2 separate regions of the Hordeum vulgare genome follow, and region 1 is linked to region 2. Evidence: chromatin contacts called from public Hi-C data. All regions are on one chromosome and are shown on one strand. Each heading gives the region's core, a stretch centred on a gene start, on an enhancer-like site or on the middle of the called end of the contact. The rest is flanking DNA. Distances are from core to core; before and after follow the strand shown.

Region 1 (6,485 bases), core at 2,581-5,080, 170 kb after region 2:
ATCAATCATTGTTTTAGCAAAATGACTCAGCTTAATCAGAGAGGTTAATATAGCTCATTACACATGGGTGTTACATGTGCCGAGTAACGTAGTCCGGTGCCCCGAGCGCCATACGTCTATTCCTGTGCCGGCTGACATTAAACATCCTCTCTAGTTGTCTCCTCGCTTCAGCTCGCTATATAAATGTGGCCAGGTCAGGCAAGAAGCGTACGCACCCTCGCTCTCTACATCTCCTCCTTACAACACCCGCCATGACCTCGGGAGACGGAGTTCTCCGGCATTAGAGCAACCATGCCTCTGACGAGCAGAAGAAGGATTTCTCCGACATTGCAGCGATCTGTGTTGCCCGGCGAGCCATCCCGATATAGGTTGGCTTGCTGGGAAACCCACCGGATCAGAGGCCACCTCCATCGCCACCCCCTCCTCACCCGTCTAGGCTCGCCAACGTCGTCTCTCATCAAATTCGTTGCGAGCAATGGCAACAACACGTCAGGATGGTGGAGGAAAGAAGCCATGTCTACGGAGGTTGGCACGTCTCTTGCCATCACGGAAAGCGAGGAGAAGTAGATCATGGGAAGCCGCCCTCGCTCAGGTCCCAAGAAGGCCGCCACCAACACGTCGCCGGGTTACACAGTCGGTGCCTTGCCTGGTTAACGGGGGGCATAGACCACGAAAACCGTCTTCCCGGGCCTGAAAACCAACCATGGTGTGTGCTTCACGAAGACGGAGGAAGGTTATTCTTCCACTTTCGCTGAAGCATATCCCTTTGCTGGACATGGGAAAACCATGTTGTGGGAGTGGAGATCCGCCGCAGCTGGTGCTAGACTAGGTTTAGGGCCTCTTTGATTCGTAGAATTTTGAAAATGCGGTAATAGAAAAGGTATAGGGTTCGAGTGGCATGCCCATTTAGATCCTGTAGGATTATCAAGGAATGTTTGATGTCACATGAAAAATAAAGTAATTATAAAAAAAGGATCGAGTGGATCCTAGATTTTCTATGAAATGTAGCACTCCCTCCATTTACTTATACAAGGACACTATAATATATATATTTTGCGTCTATACAAGGCTAGCAATAGAAATCGAGGCAAAAATAATGATATTTTCTCATACTAGCAACCTATTTAATACTTGCATACATGCATCAATAATGATAGTCACTTACTTCCTCCATTGAGTTTCCTTGCATGCATGTGGCATATTAATGATCCCAGTAAATGAAAAGAAAATCTGACTTGCAAAACAGACATTAAATTCTACATTGGTACATGTAATCTGAATTTGTGGCCTTGTATATAAAAATGAAGGAAGTACAAAAGATTGTATAGAAAACAAATCCTATGAGATTCAATCTATGAACCAAAGGACCAATGTAGGAAAAATCCTAAGGATTTCAGTCCTCCAAAAATCGTATAGAATTCCTTTAAATCAAAGAAGCCCTTAGCCTAGTCCCATATAGTTTAGTTAAATCTATGAATCAAAGGACCATTGTAAGCCACTCTAGAGTACTATAGCTGTTGCTGCATTGTCACTGGAACCTTTTCTGCTTAGTAGTACTATGCTGTTGTGTTAATGACGCTAGTGCTAACCACACTGATTTCACAGCGCTACACTACCACCCACACAAATGTGCTGCAGACTTTGCGACACTAGTGTACTAGCTTTTTTTTCCAATGGACACACACGTCATATTAACAATTTTGTAATCTAGGGATTACTTAAACATGATAACAAGCATTGGAGCTGACAAACTAAGCATTTCAGCATTTGGTGAAAAATACTAGTAATTTGACAACTAAGCTTTTCATACACTGACGACCGAGTATCCACAATCCGACAACTGAAGATGATAAACTGACGACCGAGTATCCACAATCTGACAACTAAAGATGATAAACTTGGTGGCAACTAAGTACTTTTTATTTCCTCAAAACTAAGTACTTTGTGTTTTCTAGCAACTAAGCATGTTTAACATGACAACAAATAATGTGTATTCACAACTAACTACTTGTCATTAATAGGAACTAACCATTAGCATCTTGACAACTAAGTTTTTGTAAAATTGGCAACTATGTAATTTTAAACTACTATTAGTAGTACTAGTACTAAGCAGATGCATTTAGCTAGTGAATAAGGTGTGCCAACACATGTTTTGTTTATAATACTTTTTCTGCGGGTTTTCTGTATGGCGCTTTGCATGCAATGCACACTTTTATGATGTCATCTGCATATCCTTCTAGCTTATGCTGTTGTGTGCTAAAATATGGATACATGCTGCACATGATTCACATCGAGAAAAAATGGCAATTAAGTTAATTTTTTCGAGCAAGTAAGTGACAAATAATACGACAAGTAAGTCCAAAAATGTGGCAATTAGGGATTCCAAAAAAAAGTTCTCGAAACATTCGACATGGGTCTAGTTTTGAAGATCTCGTCGCGACAAAGCCAACGATGAAAACGGATCGTAAATTAAATTAACGGTTTTAGAGATAAAGCTTTTTAAAGTTCAAGTTAATAGAAAGAATCTTGATGATGTCATTGCATGCATGCATGGCAGGGAGAGGGAATTAGCCGCCGCTTGGGAAGACTCACATGCTACGTGGCTGTGTAGTTAAGCCCTTTACTTTTTGAAGCCACACGTGATTTCTTGGCGCGCGATTAGGTGGTGTAATTTTTTCTATCTCGCGGAACAACATGGTGGTACGGTGCGGCCAAACCCTTCTCTCTTCGTCATGCATGCAATGATGTCATCAGATTCGCTCTAAACGATCGGAATTTAAAAATGTTTATCTCTTAAACGTTAATTCGATCGATGATTTGTTTTCGCTGTTGACTTTGTTTCGACGAAATCTTCAAAACTAGATCCCAGGTCGACATGTTTCGCAAACTTTTTTTTTGCTCGTACTTACTACATTTGTTGCACTTACTTGTCATATTAGTAAGTATTTACTTGTCAAATAAAAGATAACTTAACCGTCATATTTTTGGTAACTGTGTATAAATATGACATCTCGACATAATCAAATTGACAAGCACAAACAACTTTTTTTAGACGATTACGCGCAATAATATGACAACTCAACATATTTAAAATCGGTGATCACAAGAAGTCTTTTTTGGTCACCGTTTGTAAATATGACAATCCGACATAGTTAAACTAACAAACACATAAAATAGTTTTCTGACAAAGTTGTATGTAAATATGACAAGTTGGCATATTTAAATTGACAAACACAACCTATGACATGCTTTTATAACATGTATAATGAAAATTGCTACACGGTTTTGTATGAAATAACATTAAAAAGTGCCAATTAAGTTATTTTTTCAGGCAAGTAAGTGGTTAATCATATGGCAAGTGGATTAAAAAATGTGGCAAGTATGAACTGAAAAAAATAGTTGACGGAACATGTCGACATGGGATCTAGTTTCGAAGAACTCGTCGCGAGAAAGTCAATGATGAAAGTGGATCATCGATTAAACTAACAGTTTTGTAGATAAAAGTTTTTGAATTTCAAATATTAAAGGAAATCTTGATACATCATTGCATGCATGTATGCATGCATGACGAAGAGAGAGGGGTTTGACCGCAGCAATGCTTTTCTGAATTAACCTTATTAGTAGAGCAACACCATTTTTTATTAGAATGATGATTAGCTGGCCGCCGTACGACAAAGCCCAGATACGATGCCGCTGCGTAGTGTTGTTCAAAAATAAAAGAAAAAATAAATCAAACGTAGATGAAGAGCCGCCGCATCGGAACGCAGCAGCCGTGCCCACACTATAGATTAAATTTTCCCAATAATATTTAGAGGGCCGGCTCCTTCATCCGTGTCCACGGACGGATGGTTGCCGTGTCCGGTTTGCGGGTCAGCCTAGACTAGAGACGTTCTTCGGTGAGTCATGACCCCAGTAGTTGGACCTTTGCTCTAAGAAAAAAAGACATGTGATTGGCCCGAGACGTTGCTGGGAAGAATTAAAGGAAGGCTGAAGCTCGCCCATGACTCATGTTGTTCTCCCTCACATCTCGATTTCATAGCCAGTCGCCCGAGGATCACTCCGCCGATCCATTGATAAAGTGTCCTTCCTGGAGGTACTATGTATGTACGCATGCATCTTTTTTTAGCTTAAATCGTCTCTTGCATTGCATAGTTGCATATTTTTATTTGGACCATGCCCGCCCCCTACTGCATCATCATAGTTTCATCCTTCAGTTTCTTTGCTCTGCTCAAATCGACTTTCAATGATGTTCCGGGGAGCCGCGCTTGCTAGTGGATACATGCGGTCGGCGGTGAGCAGTAGAGTGACGGCCGTAGATGCTGTTGGCTCGCTTGCGAGTGCGGCAGCCTCTGATTCGGGCGAGGTGAGAGCGCGCGCAGTAGAACTGGATCTGGCGGCTCTGAGGCTGCAGTACTAGCTAGATTGGGCGCGCACGCCCGGTCGAGGAATCAACAGACGGCGTGGCTTGATTCCGCCGCCGTTTACTTTGCATGATTTCAGAAGTTTTTGCAAGTAAGTTGATGAATAGCAGCACTACGTTTTCAGAAGTAAGTTGACGAATAGCAGTACTCCCTCCGTAAAGTAGTGATCTAAATGCTCTTATATTTCTTTACAGAGGGAGTCTAGCATATACAGTAGCTGCCTGACGACCTTGCTTTTGTTCTTAGCACGATTAGTTCGTTGCATGACTGGGTAGTAGTAGTAGGCTAGTAGCTAGCCTCACAAATAGCATTAATTTCTCTTAATTCAGGGGTGCTGTACTCATTTCATAGTATACTTGCAGTGATTGCAAATGGACCGCGAAGCCAGCAGTAATAGACACGGCGTCCTGGAGAGGATGCTGCTGGATGAAAGCGCAGAGCCCACGGACCTGCCGCTATCACTTTTGGAGGACATCACAGATCGTTTCTCTCCTGATCAAGAAATTGGCAGCGGTGGATTCTCCGTAGTTTACAAGGTACCACACCTTTAATCAGCTTCTTTTCTCAAATTGCCTCTCAAAACTAATAATCGGCAAAATCTAAAAACTACACTACATAGATAGAATTTGCTGTGGAACATGACAGATATCAGCCGAGTTTGGAGTATGTTGTAGCAATGTAATACTTTGTGCTATCTTTGCTTCATGAATTCGGCAGACTGCCGGCTTATAAAATTCTCGTAACATCTGTGTAAAACTCCTTTTTTTGGCATCAGTACGTAAAGCCCTGTTTTTCATGAAGCAGAACGCCTGTTCATAAAAATCTTCTTCTTTTTCCTACGAGGAAGTGCCGAATTGGGATTTGGTAGGAGATAAGACTTTCATTTTTACTTCAGTCTTCAGATTATCGCCGCGATCTCGGCAACTTGTTAATTAACTTATTTCTTGATTAATGAAACTGGATAGTCTTTTGTCTTGTTAAAGGAAAACCCTTTTCTTTTTAATGAATTCAGCAAACTAAACTATATATGGACGCTACAACCGCACCACGAGGCACACTCAAGCCGAGGATATTGACAATATGGTTCACCACCGCAGGGAATGATCGGAAAACAGATGGTTGCTGTGAAGAAGCTGTCGAACACAGTTGATATTACTGAGAGTAAATTCCACGGAGAGGTTAAATGCTTAATCAAGACCAAGCACAAGAACATAGTACGTTTTCTGGGGTATTGTGCTGACACACAAGGAAAAATGGCAGAATATGAGGGGAAGCTTGTCATGGCAGATGTACGAAACTGGTTACTCTGTTTTGAGTTTGTACCCAAAGGGAGTCTTGATAAGCATATGTCTGGTAGCATCATAATCCATTTCTTCCATATTTATTTACTCTATTACATTTTCGCTGTCAATCTAAACTAATTCATAAAATACAAAATCTGTCTCTTTCGTGTATAGATGCATCTTGCGGACTTGAATGGAGAGAGCGCTATCGAATAATCAGGGGAATATGTGAAGGCTTACATTACCTTCATGAGAAGCGCATTCTTCATTTGGACCTTAAGCCTGCTAATGTCCTGCTTGACATTGGCATGGTACCAAAAATTGCTGATTTTGGTCTCTCGCGGTGTTTTGATGAAGGGCAAACCCGAGCTATTACTCAACATCTGTGTGGATCTCAGTAAGCCAGCATCTTGACAGCTCTTATTCTTTTGTTAGGCTGACTCCATGTTTTATCTGGGCATTCATTGATCAAACTTTATACAATCTTCCCTTAGGGGGTACTTGGCTCCAGAATTCTACAGAGGACAAATCGCATTTGCGTCGGATATATATAGTCTTGGTGTTATAATCATGGAGATACTGACAGGAGCGAAGGGATATTTTGAAGAGGAGGATGTAAGAACAATTTAAGCATTTTTTTAATATTAAACGGGACATTAATGAAACCAAAGTAGTTTATACAGCCAATACTCTCCTCCACCAACAGAACAAACCAGTTCTTTTTTTTTTTTAGAAAAGGAGGATGACCCCCGGCCTCTGCATCTGGGAGGTGCATGCAGCC
Region 2 (5,926 bases), core at 995-3,494:
TTCAGTAATGTCCCACCAGAGACATTGACTGGAATGAGAACCAGCAAGGCGACGACCATGACCGGCAAAAATATCTTGAGGCTGCCAGTGAGACCAAAGGCAAAAAAAAAAGAGTTAGTGTAGGAAACGCAGGTCTCAAATTGAACCTGTAAGATAGCTACAAAAAAGAAAAATACTCCCTCCGTTTCAAAATATAAGACCTTTTAGAGATTACACTAGGAGACTACATACGAAGCAAAATGAGTGAATCTACATTCTAAAATATGTCTATGTACATCCGTATGTAGTTCATAATGCAATATCTAAAACGTCTTATATTTAGGAACGGAGGGAGTACTACGGCACTATATTGAAGTGCATGAAACACAAAGCAGTAGTCCCATCTCCTACAACAGAATTCCAAATCTTTTCCACGGCAAAAAGGGGAAAAGGTGAAATTTCCCCGAAAGCACCGCCTGAGCAACTAAGGTCAACACTCAACAGAATAATTTTTTGCTTCTTGGATGGCTGTAAAGCATCGCCCACATGCGAGGATAGACGTGGAGAAGCCTTGCCGGATGAAGAAACGCTAATTAGACCGTGGAATTATGCTTTATCGTCTGTCTGCGCATAACAGCATGCCAGCCAAGGTTTACGACGCAGTAGAAGGGACCAGTGGACCAGGTTGTCGATCAATTTTTTACTGTTGAAAACATGGCTGCATTCTCAAGAGGGAAACCTTTGGAATGAAATCCCGTCCAAAGCGGCAAGGAAAGCATCTCCGGTTTGTAAGCGCCGGTGGTTGGGCCCCCCTCCGCCCTCCCCCACATGCTGAATAATCGGTTGGAGCCACACCGAAAAGTTGTGTGTAGTTTAGTGGGAGAGCACCACTACTTAGCTAGGAATATGATACGGGTCGGTGGCGGAGTGTGCTCGATTGCACCAGGCAGGCTGAAGTACTAGCCTAAAAAAGCTGGGTAGGCCCATGCCCTGCTGAAAGAGCGCCCGTGATCGTGCAAAACAATCCAAGGATATCTCGTGGACGGACGGCGCCATTTTCCACGCACAACTGAAAGGGATGGCAGCCACAACGTGTTAAGATCTTTTTTCTTTTATGAATGGTAGTATACGACGTGCTAGGATGACCTCTACTATCGCCAACGTTGTCGCCAGGCACAAGCAACATTTCTCCGGACAATCACGCAAGCCGTCACTCGGAGATCCAGTCAGTTGTGGGCTGAATCGATAAGTCTAGTTATCAAAAGCTTGAGGTTGAGGGTTAAAACCTTTAGGGGGAAAAAATTGTACTACTCCGGTTGAGGAGTACTACAGTGTTTCGTTGGGGAAGAACGCTTGTTTGGGCTTGGGTGCGCAATCTCCGGAGCATGTGAGGATCACATGTTTTTTATGAGAGAACCGAACAAGCATTGTGCTGTGCAACAAAGGAAACAGCTAGCGCTAGCAGCAGCGAGAAGGCAAGGTATAGGCATGCATTATTGACACGCAAACCAACAACTCATCCAGGCAGGCCAAGGTCGCAAGGCCAAAAGCGCTTGTGGCATTAATGGCGATGGCGTATGTCCGCTGCCATTAATTCGGCGAAAAAAGAAAAGATGAACCAAATGCGGCTGTCATACTATCTGGGGATGAGAGCAAAATTGCTGTCGAGGAATTGGGCTCAAGATATGGTAACCGATCGCAGTGACTCCCGATTTGCGGAATTCTGTAGCACTAGTGGTCGAGCAGAGCAGTGGTGGTAGCGGTAGTGGGGGGAGATGGGGATTGTGGTGTACCCGAGCGTGTAGATTCGGAGGTAGACGGCGGAGTCGAGGCCGGCGTGGTGTATGAGCTCGGTCTGGCCCATGCGGAGCGCGCCGGGGACCCAGCTGAGGAACTTGAAGTAGGTGCAGAGGTTGAGGTTGATGACCCTGCGGGCGCCGCGGTGGTCGCCGGCGCCGCGCTTGCCGGCGATGTAGAGCTTGGGGAAGTAGACGCGGTCGTTGATGGGCTGGATGCGGAGCACGGCGAAGAGCAGCAGGAAGACGAAGGCCCCCAGGATGTTGATGAAGGCCGACACCCCGAGGTCCTGCAGCGTCGCCATGGACGTGGGGCGGACGGGCCGCTGGTCGCTGGGTTGTCGTCTGCGCCGCCGCCTAGCAGCAGCCGCGCCGGTGCATGCGCTGCGAGGAAGGAAGGGGGGAGGAGGGAGGCGGGAATTGAGGGCGCGGGGGCGGGGGTGGTGGTGTGACGGAAGGTGGAGTAAATGGAGGGCGGCAGTCAGGCCGGGTTCCTCGGCTGGAATTTTGTGGAACCCACCGCCACCGGGGTGCCACCGCCGCTCTCTATCTCGTCACGGATGCGTAGGCGCTGTCTCTGCTTGGAGTCATGAGTCGGTCTGATTCTGCATTTTTGTGCGAAATACGACAGTGGTTTGGATGAGTGAGGACGCTCTTGATTTCCTTTTCGCAGTGAGAAATTAGGTGTAAACTCGTGACACTAGAAGTAGAAATTCACTATTTTCACCCTTTTGCAAAAGTTAAGCAAGAACTGACCTTGCTTTGATTTCAGCATGCACATTGAGAAACCAAAACGAAAATTTCAGCATGAATCGTGTCACAAAAAAGACAAAAACAAAACAATACTATCCATATCCGTGTCTGCCTTTCTTGTTTCTTGACATGCATTTCAAAATTTGAATTTTTTTACAAATCCTTGGCACATGTGTTTTGAACATTCGTATTTTCGGGAGGGATTTTCTGAAACTGTTAAATATGTTTTGAATAGTGGAAGCATGGGAGCACCTCATATTCTCCCTAGGCTGCCATCCCGCCGTGCTCCGCCCACGCCCGCGTAGGCCGAGTGAAGTTTGCGCGTCTAAAGGTTGGTTCCAGCTTTTACTATCTGCTTGCCTATCTATCTGCCTGACAAAGTTTTTTGTAACGACCTTAAAATGGACAATCACATCACATGCACCATGAATTGGCCACTCACTCCATCGTCGCAGACACGGGCAGACGGGGAGGGAGCCAGGCCGAGGGAAGTATCCAATTATCCAGTTAAGACAGTTTGGCAGGGCATTCGCAGCATGTGAAAGTCTACTCGCCGCAACGCGTGCCATGCCAATGCCAATGCCCATGTGCATACGCACCGGCGCGCCCACGCGCCTCCACCTTTAACATTGCCAACGGATGAACGGAACAACAGCAAGAGGAGGACATACGTAGAGACGGAGGCAAGCGCAAGAAACAAGGGACCGAATGCCTCCCTCGTGCACATGGGAGCTTGGCATTCCCTTCCTTCATTTCAGGTTGACTACTCTGCATATCTTTCTCTGGTTACCATCAACGGTCGCGCCACATGTATACATGCTTGGGTGGAATTATAGAGTAGTGCATAGCTGGGCAGCTACCTTTTTTCTTTGAGGGAAAGCTAGGCAGCTACCTAAACTGTGATGGCGGTTGATTTTTTCTTTTAGAAACACTTGTAACTTTATTCATCTCGGTTAACATCGCCGGTTGAAATGTTGGAATGGTTGGGGCTAGCCCGTTTAGTAAGTCAGATTTTCCTAATAATTCCTAATAATCTTAGAAACTATCATAATTTTTTTATTTTGTGATAAAAAAACTACCAAATCGAGTTGATGACTGTCTCAACCATTTGAAAAGCATTTGTCACATATCTGTCCCGCATGGCAGGTGGACGGTCATCCTAACCACTAACATCACGTGACACAGGGCCGTTAGTCTCGGCGCTCGATCGCACCTGGTCGAAATAGCTCAAACTTGGACGACCAACTCGCCCCTTCCCCATTTCTCACTCTTTATGGAGCTCTGCCCTCTCTAGCCGTAGCCGGTCGCGGTAATGGTGGTGGCGGATCCAAACTCCGGTGGCAAATCGTTTGGCGGCATACCTCTTGAAGTGGCCGGCGGCGACGACCACAACTTGGCTGAGGTCGATAACTGGCTAGACAACATGAGCTTCGCGGCGCAGGAGCCTTCCCAGCCTGAATTTGAACATTCCCAAAAGTTGGCGAGGTTGGTGCCGACTCGACGACCGTTGATGACAAGAAGTGCATCTCGAGGTCGACGCAAGCTTCCTTGTCCCGCGGCGGCGACAAGTACGGCAACTCATTTGTATTTTTAGGTTGTTAATTAGTAGGAATTTTAGGCCCATTTCCCAGCATGTATGATAACACTGGAAATTGTTAAAATTTTAGACATTGTGGTGTAGGAACCTAAAAATGTAATATGTCAGAAAGTGAATATTATGCACGTTGATTTACTTAGAATTCATTCGGTCTGTGCAGTATTTATGACCCAAAGTGGGCAATTTGGTTTCATCTTCAAGCCATAAATTTTGTGGTTAGAAATATGTACTAGGCAGCCATATCATTTATGACTATATTTTCTCCTGTTGAGAGTGAGGGTTGTGGAGCATATGATTATATGTTGTATGTTAGTGATGAGGTGAAAGGAATAGAAGGCCTAGAGAAGATATGTTCCAAATATGATGTGCATCAGACTTTGATCTACTCTCATACTGAAAAGATTTTGAACATAAGAGTTATGAGAGCAGATGAGCCATGTAATGCAGATGAAAATAAAGATAGTTATTTTGCTGAACATTGTATTAACACACAACAAAGTTGCACTAAGGTGGTGGATATAAGCATAGACAGAAAGGAAGAACTTAAGAATAACATTATTCAGATAAAAGCCGACCTTAACCATTTTGAAGGTGACAATGATGTGTCTGAATTTCTTTCAGATGATGGCACCCAGATTAAGGTGGCAACAATGTGGAATTACAGAAGACTCTTCCTCTGAAGATGAAGGTGCAAAACAAGATGCACCAGTGCCATAGAAACTGAACTCATTGAGAAATCCTGATCCAACTAGTAGATCCCACAATGAGGTTAAAAAAACTAGATTGGTTTCCTGAAGTAGATGAAAAATGTTTTTTTGGTGATTATGGCACCAGTGATGAAGAAGATGAGTCTGAAGGAGCCTATAAAATGCCAAGTGGTAGGAAGAGAAGGAATAAAAAATTGAAGGAAACGGTGTGGTTAAATGAAAAACTACGAGACCTAGAAGACTAGTTTTCTAAGGGATTGTGCTTCATCACTGTTTATGAGTTCACAGATGCACTTAGCGATTTTCACATTAGGACTATGAGGAATTTTCAGTATCGCAGAAATGCCCCAGATAGGATTATTGTTTGATTCTCAGAAAGAGCCCAGGCATGTGATTTTTATATCACTTCCTCTAAGCTAGCTCATGAAAAAACTTTCTGCATCAAGAAGTGTGATATGGTGCACACTTGTGGAGCATGTGCAGAGACCACAAAGGTTACTACAAAGTGGTTGTCTAGGTGAGTGCAGGAAGCATTGAGAGAAGACATTAGATCTCCTGTGGATGCATTAATTAAAAAGATAAATACTTCAGTGGATGTGTCAACGAGTGTGGCAAATAGGGCAAGGAGGAGGGTTATTGATGTGGTGCAAGGCGATCACAAGCAACAGTACTTAAGTCTCAAGGATTATCTTCAAGTACTTCTTGATACAAACCCTGAAAGTAGGTGTATAACTACAACATTTGATGACCTAGAAAACCCATCACCTACTCCTAGATTCAAGTACATGTTCTACTTTTTGCCTATTTCAATGAAGGTTTTTTAAATGGTTGCAGACCATATATAGGTATATTTGTTGTGAATTCTCAGTCATATTTGTTATGTTCTGATTTTTTGGCCCTATTTGTTCTGAAGCTAAAGTGTGACTGAATGAAGGTCTTGATGAATGCTTCATCGAGTTAACCATTGTACATCAAATCCTTGCAACCAAACGAAGGGATGGCAGCAACAACATCTATCCCATAGCTATTGGTTGAGTTGACAAGGAACATACTCATAGTTGGACTTGGTTTCTAACTCGGTTGAGATGTTGCAT

Evidence for each region. Hi-C and Micro-C count contacts between places; a contact is called where the count stands out from the background.
Region 1: a Hi-C map of seedling shows a contact between it and region 2, with 2.5 times the contacts expected there. The contact joins the promoter of LOC123436868 here to the promoter of LOC123436852 in region 2. A contact is called at or near these places in 2 of 6 Hi-C or Micro-C datasets (leaf and seedling) and 1 of 1 datasets of contacts at active chromatin or transcription factors (embryo).

What each region holds. Positions count from the first base shown.
Region 1 is chr1H:359,443,960-359,450,444 of MorexV3_pseudomolecules_assembly, forward strand. It overlaps LOC123436868 (U-box domain-containing protein 33-like), which reads left to right and starts at 3,831. Exons shown (of 8, transcript XR_006628120.1): 1 at 3,831-4,100; 2 at 4,784-4,957; 3 at 5,519-5,774; 4 at 5,879-6,101; 5 at 6,199-6,319.
Region 2 is chr1H:359,271,415-359,277,340 of MorexV3_pseudomolecules_assembly, forward strand. It overlaps LOC123436852 (CSC1-like protein At1g32090), which reads right to left and starts at 2,245. Exons shown (of 11, transcript XM_045115664.1): 1 at 1,773-2,245; 2 at 1-81. The coding sequence starts at 2,080. It also overlaps the pseudogene LOC123399214.